Linked DNA regions of Mus musculus: region 1 is linked to region 2. A link is a contact called in public HiChIP or PLAC-seq data. All regions are on one chromosome and are shown on one strand. Each heading gives the region's core, a stretch centred on a gene start, on an enhancer-like site or on the middle of the called end of the contact. The rest is flanking DNA. Distances are from core to core; before and after follow the strand shown.

What was found. HiChIP or PLAC-seq counts read pairs in DNA pulled down with a chosen protein or histone mark.
Region 1: an H3K4me3 HiChIP or PLAC-seq map of pro-B cells shows a contact between it and region 2, with 3 times the contacts expected there. The contact joins the promoter of Gfra2 here to the enhancer-like site in region 2. A contact is called at or near these places in 7 of 39 promoter capture datasets (the C10 cell line, the HPC-7 cell line, embryonic stem cells and 3 more), 2 of 15 datasets of contacts at CTCF or cohesin (large pre-B cells and pro-B cells), 17 of 484 Hi-C or Micro-C datasets (the 63-12 cell line, B cells, CD4 T cells and 11 more), 6 of 115 datasets of contacts at active chromatin or transcription factors (the 230-238 cell line, embryonic stem cells, forebrain and 3 more) and 2 of 9 other capture datasets (adipose tissue and embryonic stem cells).

What each region holds. Positions count from the first base shown.
Region 1 is chr14:70,886,117-70,891,748 of GRCm38.p6, reverse strand. Gfra2 (glial cell line derived neurotrophic factor family receptor alpha 2) reads right to left here and starts at 1,642. Exons shown (of 9, transcript NM_008115.3): 1 at 855-1,642. The coding sequence starts at 894.
Region 2 is chr14:70,830,799-70,836,459 of GRCm38.p6, reverse strand. The region is part of intron 2 of Gm34500 (a long non-coding RNA gene); the gene reads left to right. Among named protein-coding and RNA genes, the nearest start is that of Gm34500, 17 kb to the left of the region's middle. Within about 2 kb of position 3,544, at least 17 of the 459 cell types and tissues checked have an H3K27ac peak or open chromatin away from gene starts, as enhancers often do. A contact at or near this core is called in the 63-12 cell line and pro-B cells, where this site is marked.

The DNA.
Region 1 (5,632 bases), core at 393-2,892, 57 kb before region 2:
TCCCTGTCACAGAGGGAGGGGGCTTATGGGGTGAGCAGTAAGTGGTCTTTGTTAAGATCTGTTTTCTCCCTTTTCCTGCATTCCCCCGCACCATCTTCTTTCCAAGGAGCAAACTTTGGCCTCCTCTTTCCCGTGTCACATGCCCTAGGCCCCTGGGTTGTTGCTCTTGAAGGCCTTGAACACCCATTTGCAAGCCTGAGCTCCACCTACCCATCTGGCTTGGAAAGGGAGGCCGTGGGTAGGGAGAAACTTGCAAAGTGCTACAGAGAGTGGAGAGATAGGGTGCGTTCCTGAGACTGATTGGCAAGTAGGAGGTGACTACAAGGACTCCCCGCAAACGTCCAAACCAAGACCTCCTGCCGAAACCCACTGACTCTGAGAGCCTTCCAGAAAGGAGGGGCAGGCTTGATAGCGTCCCGCCAGCCTCTCCCCATCCTTCCTTTCATTCACACCAACAGTTGCATTTTTTTCCTTCCTAAGTTGTTGCAAATTGAACCCATTATTTTGAGGGAAATGAGCGCTATCACGGCCTGCAAGTAAGAGTGTGTGTCGGGGTGTGTGCGCGCGCGCGGCACGGGAGTGCGTGCGGAGATGGTTTGAATGTTGGAAGTCTCCTTCTCGGTCCTCCGCGCAACCAGCTAGCCGCTGCACAGCTCCCTCCTCTAGAGCCTCCCAGGCAGTTCGGCTCCCCGGAGCCCCAGGCCCGGGCTCCCAGCCTGGCGCGATCTCCCGGTGTCTCCCACGGCGCCCTGCTTGCAGCCCCCAAGCCCACCCCCGCATGCCCAGCTTCCAGTGGGCGACTGAACGCGCGCAGCCCCTTGTGACCCCCAGACTCGCCACCTGCAGGTACTCACCTAAAAAGAAGAAGAGGCAGAAGGCGTTTGCCAAGATCATGTTAAATAAATCCCACAGTTTTGTGTGTATGTGTCTTTCTCCCTTAGGTTTAAAAAATAAAAATAAAATAACAACGGTAATAATAACAGCCAAGCAATGATAACGACCCCCAAATCCAATGCGGAGATCCCGCCAGGCGGCCGCCGGTTGAAGATCCCGAGTCCAGGGATTCTCGCTGCTGGCTGGAGGGGGAGGGGTGGGAGGCGGGCGGTGGGCTGCCTCTCGACGTCCCCCCCTTGCCACTGAAATCAAACACACGTAGCTATGTGTCTGGCTGCCTTCTAAGCCAACAGCCTGGTCCTGAGGTCAGCCCAGCCCTTCGCTCTCGCGGCCGGGAAGGCGCGAGTCCCCGTGGGTCCAATTCCCCTGCACTTCCCAGGAGGGGACTGGAGAGGTGGGGGCGAGGCGATCTGAAAGTGAAGGACTGGAAGAAAGCAGCGAGGGAGGGGGGTCAGAATAAATGCAAATAGGAAAGAAATCCACCGACGGATGGGAGCAATCCAGTAGAGCTTCTAGGACGGGAGACCAGAGTCGCTTCTTTGGCACCAAGACGAAGAAAAAGATTCAAAATAAAAAAAAAAAAATCTTCTCCCGCTATCCCTTGCTTCGGCTCACTTTTTCTAATGGAATTCCAGTGCCGGTGTGCCTGTGCTTGCGTGTGTCTTTCCTCCCTTCCTCTCTCCCTCTCCTCTCCTCTCCTCTCCTCTCCCTCGCTCTCGCTCTTTGCTCTCGATCTCCGCTCTCCCTCACTCTCCCTCTCTCTCTCTCTTCCCCTCCCTACTCCCTCTCTCCCTGCTCCTCCCTCCGCCCGCCTGCTCCCTCCCTCCCCCTTCGCGGCTTCCTCGCCTAGGCTCTCGCGCCTCGCCCCTCTCCTCTGCTCGGGGCTCAGCGCCCCGGCTCCCTGGCGGCTGGCGGCGCAGCGCGCGGGAGCGCGGCGGAGCAGCTACACTCTGCAGCAGCAGTGGTAGCGACTCGGCGGTGATGGAAGCTACACCGGAGTGGCGCTGGCGCCCAGGAACACTGGCCTAGGGGTGAGCTCCACCGCTGGCTCCCTCGGCTCAACTGCCCGCCCTTGGGACCAGCCTGCTGCCTTGGCCGGAAAACCGACTAGATCCCCCGGCCAGTGTCCACGCTCAAACCAACGAAGCCTCCCGCCCCCTCCTCTCCATGCAATGTCTCATCCTGGCTAGGTGAAGGCTTGCGTTCTCCAAGTGCTCCTGCCCCTGCACTGGACCCCCAGAGCCATGAGGTTTCGGAAGCCTGAACGAGGTTAGGGAGACACTGAGGCCCGGGTGCTGGAGCCATCCTAGAGGCATGGGGGCAGGGCAGTAGAAAAACCCAGGCGTGGTGGTCCAGGTCTGAAAAAGAGAGCACCACTCTGCAAGCTGATGTATTCCTTGTGGGGAGCCGTTCTGAGAGTCTTCCCAAAAGCACTAGGGAACCCAAAGACGCCCTTGTAGGCCAACCCTATCTCCCTGGGTCTAACCCCGCGCTCCTATTCGTGTGTTCTGCATGCAGAGCTCAAGAACTTTTACCGCACACTAGTGACTCGCTTGCCACCCCACCCCGCGCGCGCTCCCCAACACACAGGCACACACACCAGCTCTGCAGCCATTCCAGACACCTCTTCCCCAGTTGGTCTCTCCTCCCCTGGACCAGAGAGAAGATTGTCTAGGGGTCCCAACTTCCTCCTCCAAGGCCAGTGAACCAGCCAGAACTGCGCGGGAAAAATCCAGCCCGGGTTGACACCCCACCCTACTGGGGAGCCCCAAAACAAGGGACACTCAGGCCTCTGCTTCACACCCCCTCCCCGCACACAGAGATCTCCTGGACTCCCTAGAGCTAGTCGGGGAACTAAGGCCACTCCCGGTTCCCGAAGCTGAGGGTGGAGACCCTTCCGGATGGAGACTCCTCCCCAAGCCGGGAAGGGGGACAATTTATCCATCTGTCTTTGGCCCCAGCTCACCGGCGTAATTTAGTCATAGAATTTACAATAAAAGCCCAGAAGCCCCGAAAAAAGAAGCGTCTGGCTGGAGAAGGGTTGAAGGCGAAGTGAGGTTGCTGACCGAGGTGGCAGGGCGGCAGACAGGCAGTACACATGTCTCAGCGCCCTCGGGATCATACAGCCCACGCACACCCGGCACCCTAGTTCCACGCTTTTCTCTGACACACCTTCGGCTGCCCTGGCATTTCGCACTCCTATGTCTTGCATGCGACTCCCGGAGCCAGGTTTAGGCGATGCTTCGTCAACTTTCCACGTTGCCAAAAAAAAAAAAAAAAAAAAAAAAAAAGCTGTCACCATCTCAAGCTTATTTGGGAGTGTCTTCTAAAATACATTGTTAAATATTAAGGCGGTGGAATAAAGGAAGTGGTAGTGTGTTTAGTGTGAAGAGAGGGGGTCACTCACAAAACCAGCAGCCTTAGCTGCTAGTGGGAAAGCTAGAGGGAGCAACTTCCATCTTGTGGATTTAGGCGGGAAGGCACAGAACAGGCGTTTCATCTGGCCATTGGGAGACAACGATCCTAGACCCTACACCCAAAAATAACACCACTGTGACAGCTGGGTAGGGGAGAGTTCCAACGAAAAGTGCCTAAGCAGCAGCAGGGGAGCGTTGGCTTCTCTCGTCAATCCTCCATCCCTCTGCTGTTTTTTACTTCCCAGAGTCCCCTAGGTTCTTTTCAAACATTGGGGAACTTACACATCTGATGTAGGTTAGAAGATGAAAAGCAGTGAGATATACCTCTAGAAACTCTTAGCCCAGAAGCCAGAGGCTGGATGCTTCACCACTAAATATATTAAGCCTCTTCCACTCACTCACCTACTTCCTGGCCCTTCTGTAGATCCAGGTGTTACCCCACCTCCCTTAAAGGCCTCTCCTTCAAAATTAATGCTAAGCAATCCCGCCATTACTCAGACCTTACCTTCGGTTAGCCTTAGTTGAGTACTAGGGGGAGAGGGTTCTGGGAGAAAAAAAAAAAAAAAAAGCTAAGTGGGCTGAGAAAGCCATAGAAGACAGCCAAGGATATGCTCTGCTGAGTTCCCATGGGAACAGAGTCAGGGGATTCTGGTAGTAGGAGGTGAGTGACTTGTGATGCTTCAGGCCTTCAGGACCACCCAGGCCTCACAAAGGACAATGGGAAATATTCGCTACCCCCTGTTGACACTATGGGACATATTTACCTTGAACCCTCTTCCCTCCTATCCGCACCAAGATCCACCACCCTCTGCCAACTGTCAGTCTAAGCTACTGTTCGATGGATAGGGCACACACTGTCTGTTTGCCAAGATCTGCTGAGAAGAACCTACTAGGCAGAGGGCAATTTAATTTAATCTCTCTGGGCCTCAATTAGCTCATGCAGAAAATGGGGGATGTTTCTTAAAACCTGATTTGTAGAGATTAGACAGCACACTGCACCCAAAGCTGCTGACAGAATGCCTGGCTCACCCCTTTCCTCCTGGGCCCAGAGTGTGAATGAGGTTACAGGAGGCTACAGGAGCTAAGAGCAATGAGAAGCAGAGATTGGACAATAGCGAGGTTTCAAGGGAAGCAGAAAGTGCTCTCTAGAAAATGGGAGAAGCTCTTGTAAGAGTAAGTTATGGGGGAATGTGGTGCCCTTTGGGAGATGGGACATGATGCACTTTCACACCTAAGATACCCTGTGTTCTTTTCTGCTCTCGTGGACCTCACCTTGCTGCATCTCTGCTCACACAGGGCCCACCCCCTGAACACAGACGGAGCAGAGCATCAGAGCATCATAACGATTGAGGGTGGGGGGAGGGCACATGAAACTTTGTGCCTTCTCTCCTTTGTCTTGTGGAGAAGGTTCCCTCAAGAGCAAGGAGGAAGGGGAGGCACAGAGTAACCATCACACAGAGTCCAAAGTCTCTTCATTTGCTATGAGGAAGAGGGGGCTCCCTTGTCCTCCAGAGGAAAACCAGTCAAGACTTTACTTTAAATATATATATATAGAGAGAGAGAGAGAGACAGACAGACAGACAGACAGACAGACAGACAGAGAGAGAGACAGAGAGAGACAGAGACAGAGACAGAGAGAGACAGAGAGACAGAGATAGAGATATATAGGTATATATATATATATATATATATAGAGAGAGAGAGAGAGAGAGAGAGAGAGAGAGAGCACCCCATCATGCTAAGACACACAAGGAACCACAGAACGGTACTCCACAGGACAGAAGCCTAAGCCAGGATGTTCACCATCAGCCATCCAGAACAAGCTTACCTTATCCATTCTCAGAACTGTCCCAAAGGCTGTGGGAATAGACCTGGGTTGTCTACCAGGGAAGCATGTGGAGATGGAGTTAGTCATGCCTCTATGACAAGAAAGGGAACAAGCCAAAGGCAGCCAGGATCCCAGTGAGGGGAGGAAAGAAAGTGTCACTGGATTTTGGGAGTGCTATCCAAAGGGATGTCACTGTTCACAGAAGTGGAATTCCCTCTGGAGACTCGAACAGATTTGGCTAAGGACATTTTGGACATGGGGGTTATGTGGGAGACTACTGTGATAAGGAAGAACTGAGACACCCAGTCACTGAGAGGAACCAAGGGCATAAGTGGAAGAAGCCCCTGTGGGAGGAGATCTAATAGATCCAATTGGCAGATATGGAAGAGGACCAAATACCCCAGGCTTTAGACCTGAGCCCCCTGGGAGGCACTAAAGGGCTGAGCAGGTAGGTGACATCATAATTTTAGTGATACTGATATGACAAGTGTAT
Region 2 (5,661 bases), core at 2,295-4,794:
CAAGCTGGCCGTGTTGCTGCTGCCCTATCCTAAGAGATCCTTCACAGTTATGCCCTGTCACAGAGCACAGAGAGGCCTCAGTCCCTGTTCCCCGAACCTCCAGCCAGGGGTAGTACTTCCCTTTAAGAGAGATAAGACATTAGGCAGACAGAGAAGTCAGGAACCTTCTGAGCAAGAGCTCCTGGTCCCCAACACACACACACACACACACACACACACACACACCCAAGAGCATGTTGTTCCTCCTCAGTTCATCTCCAGGACAACAGAGGTACCACATGGCTATCCTGGTTGTATGTGGAGGTAAACTTCAGAGCGGGACAGCATGTCTGGGAATTGGGAAGAGTGCAGGATATGGTTTCTCAGGTTCATGGCAGTAGGGATGACAGGTACCGCTAGTTCCCTGAGACCCTTGCGGTGCCCTTATCCTCTCTCTACACCTGTGATTTCACTACATCACTCAGTGCTATATCCTGATGCACCAGCAACCATGTGTCTCCCAGGCTGCCTAGATCTAGAAACAGCTAGCTTTGCCTACCAGCACCTTCCAAGTTCTTCTGCTCTGATGGACTTTGTGGGATCCCAGGCTGACAAGACTCCCTTAGATTATCAACAAGACTCCTGTGAATCTCACCCTTTTGTGCTGTTTCCCTACTGGTGTGGGGAGGGGTGCATTCCTACATACTACGGTGTATAAAGGATGCAAAGATGAGAAAGAACTGAGCAGGTGTATTAGCTCTACCTCAGATGTGATGCTCTCCACCAGGATAGAGTACAGCAAGAAGGCCCTCAGCAGACACGGGCACCACGCTCTTGGACTTCCCAACTTCTAGATTAAAAAAAAAAAAAAAGTCCTGTATTCTTTCTAAAAAGATACCTAGTCTATGATACTCAGGTACATCAGGAAAAAAATAAAAAGAGCCAGATGAAAGCAGCAGGAATGGGCCTTGTCCCTGTTGAGTGTCTAGTCCCCACCCCCCATCACAGAACAGGAATTCTCTATGCCTACCCCACACCCCACAGTTGCAGACTCTGACTCCCACACACCCTCAATATGCTCCACCTAGACCTATAGCGTCACAAGTCTGCTCTACAGAGCTTACATGTAATATATGACCAACACAGGGGTGTTGATGCGACTCTTCCATCTTGTTTATAGAATCTGAATCATCCAACATGATGGTTATATTTCCTACCTCTCCCTCTCCCATCCCTCTTCTTGAGGAATTCAGGAGTCACACACAGAACTTCTCATTTGGTGTCTCACAATCAAGCCAGGGTCTCAGGTCAGAAGGAATCATAGTGGCTCCAGTGACACCCTGCTCAGCAGCTCTGGGCCCTCAGGCACCTTCCCATCCCCAAGATGCTTGGTGTCTGTAAGAAGCTTTCAGACCACAGTTAAAGGAACGGAGTATGGAGCCTGTCCTTCAGAAAATCAACTCGTGGAAGTAACCAAAGTTCCTGTGGGTATTGGCTGCAAAAGTGGGTCACTATGCAGTGGGTGGCTAAAAAAAGGAAAGATCCATTTCAGGAACCTAGAGTCGGTTGTTGCTTTGGAACTGAATATCTCCTGGGGAAGACCTGGAAAACTCACGCAGGCTGATGGGGCCATAGGACTCCATACATGAACTAATCAGCCAAAAACAAACAAACAAAAAACAAACCTGGCAGAAATCAAGAAAGCCTGAAAGACCCCTCTACCTACCCTACTACCATGGCCTCCACTGAGTTTTTGCCTGGAGCCATGCCTGAGAGCCAAGGCTGGAAGTGTTTGAGATGGGCATGATGGAACTGTATGGACTTCTGTTTTCTGGGTTGCTTCCTTCCAAACTGCTCCATTTCCCATGAAGTGGGACACACCATGGAGAGCTAACACTAAGTTCCAAGAAAGACAATATGTGACTCATAGGAGGAAGGATGTACTCTTGGGCCCTTCTCTCTAAGAGGTATTTAGAGATAGAACCCAGCAAGTAAGACCCATGTTATCCTCTCAATAGAACTAATCATCAGCCTTATAAAGTCTTGTTATCTGCCATGGCTTGATTATGAGACCCACATTTTGGATGCTTGGTCCCAACCTGGTGGTACTATTTTGGAAGGTTCTCAAGATTTTGAGAGGGGGAAGAAGTGGGCCACTTCCTAGGGAGGTGGGTCTTAGTGGTCTATCATCCCTAGCCTGTCTTGCACTCTGAATAGCCATTCTCCACCATGCTTTCATGCCTTCTTTTCAACTGCATGGGGTCCAAGCAACCATAGAATTAGCATTCTGAATCTGTGAGCCAGAGCATATTTTTTCCTCCCTTAAATTATTTTTTGGCTGTCATGACACAAAACCAACCACCGTGGTTTGATGGAAAATATCCTCCATAGGTTCATGAATTTGAACAATTGGTTGCCAGTTGGTGGCGCTGTTTGGAGAGGCTGTAAAGCCTTTAGGAGATGGAGCCTTGAAGGAGGAAGTCAGTCACTGAAGCAGGCTCCGGGAGTTCCTATCCTTGGCCCACTTCAGTTCCGTTTCTTCTTTCTGTTAGCTGTTCTTCAATGTGTGATAGATATCCAAGATGTGCAAGCTAAGCTTCATGTTCCAGCCACCAACTGCCATGCCTCTGCTGCCATTACAGACTCCTACCCCTGGAACTGTAGCCAAAATAAACACCTCCATAATTTGCTCCTGGCCACAGTATTTTATTACAGCAACAGAAAAGCAATTAAGACAGTAAATAAAAATAAAAAAGTATAAATAAAAAAAAACTGGATCTAAAAGTGGAGTTATTATAACCACACCTAACATTGCAGTTTTTAAGCCTTTGGAATTAGTTTTCCAAAAACTCTTATCCTCAAGTCCCTCCTACCAATAAAACCTCTAAACATTCTTCTGTTGATAAATGCTAAAGTTGAGTGATTGTTATTACAAAATCCATAAGTTAGAACTCCCTGTGTGATAACATCGGTGGGCAGGATCTTTGGAAAGTGACAAAGTCTAAAGGGTCGAGCCTCAGCAGTGAGATTAATGTTTATACAAGAGAGTCCCCAGAGAGCTTGCTTGCCGCCTTCTCCTTGTTTGAACACAGCAAGAAGATAGTTACCCGTGAACCAGAAAGCAAGTCTTCACCAGACACTGTATCTGCCAGCCCCTTGATCTCAGGTTTCCTAGGCTCTAGAGTTATGAGAGATGAATGTTGTTGTCTCAGCCTATGGCGCTGTTATTATACTGGCTGAAGAGACAAAGACACAGAGGAGTTAATGATCCTGTTCTCTCTGCTTTGGGCTATGTATGAAAAAAAAGCTTGCTTATTTTCCAAAAAGGGAGCCTAGACGCCAAGCTAAGTACCTAAGCATCTACCAGCCTAGCCCACTCTTGAGTCTGACCTGCGGCTGAATGCGCATGCGCATCCTCAGAAGTGTTAACAGCTTTCCAGAGTGTTAACAAATGGAAATGAAGAAAACCAGATGGTTGTGAATGCCCATGACAGGCTGATCACCCTGTAACAGGGGCACGGCTGGCAGGACTGTGTTGCGCCAATTTTCCAGATCAGAGTCAGTTTCAGGACAAACACTCGCCTCTGGGTGTTCAGTTTGCTCTTCTTACGCCAGGCTCTTTCTCCAGCGTTAAGCCATCTTCAGAGAAATAGCAGCTTCTTTCTCTTTTCTTACTTTTGACCAGATCTGCACTGAGCCAAGGCCATTGTGCTTTTTCCCGGTGTACAACACTGTCAGAGTGTTTCTCGTCTGCGGAAGACTCCTCAGTGTATCCTGTTATTTCCCCTTCGTCCCTGTCCCCACTCCATCTGTTCCAGTTTCATTGCCATCCCTGTAATGAAACAGCCTGACAAAAGGCAACACGGGGGAGGAAAGGTTATTTGGCTTACAGCTCCAGGTTAAAAGTCCATCACCGAAGGGAGGCCAAGGCAGGAACTCAGACAGCTAGTCACACCACATCCAGAGAGCAGAGAAAAACAAAGGGGCCTATACCACCGGCTTGCTCCTTCTGCTTTTGTGTTGAAGCTAGTATTCTTTAGTTTTTTTTTCCCTCAAATTCTTTCTTTTATTAGTATCTTCATACATGCATATGTGTTCTGATCAAATCTGCCCCATTCCCTTCCCTCCGATTCCTCCTCTATCTGCACACCATTACTCCCTCTTAAGTCCATGTGTTCTTTTCTTCTTTCCGTTTTTCAACCCACAGAATTCACTCTGTGTTGCCAGTACATGCATGAGTGTAGAGCCACCTACTGGTGCATGTGCAGCCCTTCAGGGGCCTCGCTACTGAAGAAAACTGACTCTCCCTCTTCATGCATTACAGTTCTGGCATCCCTGCCTAGGGAATGGTGCCACCCACAATTGGCTGAGTCAATTAACAGTTAAGACACTCTCCCCAAAGACTGCCTATAAGCTAAAGTGATCTAGATAATTCCTCATTCAGGCTGTTATCCCAGAGGATTCTATGTTGTTGTAGCAGGTTGACATTTAAAAGTAGCAGTAACACCATACAAGTTCATCTCCTCCTCATATAGGCATCTGTTCAGACATGCCTATAGCATTCTTTGAGAACATATATATCTTTTTTAACCATGTAGGATCATTCTGAATGTATTGGATGTTCATAAATGGTATTATCATGTGACTATTATTCTACATTTTGTTTTTATCAGTCACCACTGTCTTGTTGCTCTCATACCTGGCTTGCTGTTTCTAACACTGCACAGGATCCCATAGTGAGCACCCATCACTATGGATCTGGTCTTCTATCTCTTATTCATCCTGTCCAGCACACTCAATGCATTCACCATATGCCCCCTTCACCCATGGTGAGAGACTCTCTCTAGGACTCTCTCGAGTATTCATTCCCAGAAACAGGGATCATAAGACACATGCATACTCAGTTCAGTAAATTCATAATTATTTGAGCTGGCTTCTCAGTCTGCCAAATTCCACTATAAAGAACAGAAACCTTTTCTGGAGTCGAAGATTTTTAGGGTGAAAAGGCTCTCATCTGGCATTATTCCATGGCAGAAAGCAGAAGAGTAAACAGAGTGGGAGAGTAAGAGATATCGAGACCATGCCCTTTTGCTAGACATCCGTTCCAGAGATAGCTAGCCCACTCCCTTCGTGACAGCACCAACCCACCTGTTAAGGCATTCTATATGGTACAGCTAAAGTCATTAAATAAATAAGTAGCACTAAATTTGCCAGATTGCTTTCCAAAACAATTAAGGCAGTTCATGTGCCCAGCTGACAACAGGACCTTCTCTCCCACATCCTCACCAGCTCTGGGTCTTGTCCTCAAGTCGGTCTGTCACCCTGATGGAGCCCATTTCTACCTATTGCACTTATATTCTTTAATTCATAGCCCCTGGGCCTCTTTTCAAATACTTGTTGCCATCTGGTCTTTGTTAAAGATGCCTTAGAGATGTTTCCAGCGCAGGTAAATTTGGGGAGCGTATCAGCTAGAAGTTTCAAGTCCTCTCTTGGGACAGGAGGGAAAGAAACGATGAGAGAAACTCCCCAAAAAAGTGAAAATCAGAGGCAAAAAAAAAAAAAAACCAAAATGAATTTTACTGTGTAGGTAAATTGTTCCAGTCAATCAACAAAGGTATCCTTGCCCTAGTCAATAGTCAGCCCAGGCTAGCGTCCTCACAAATGTGACATCTGAATCACACC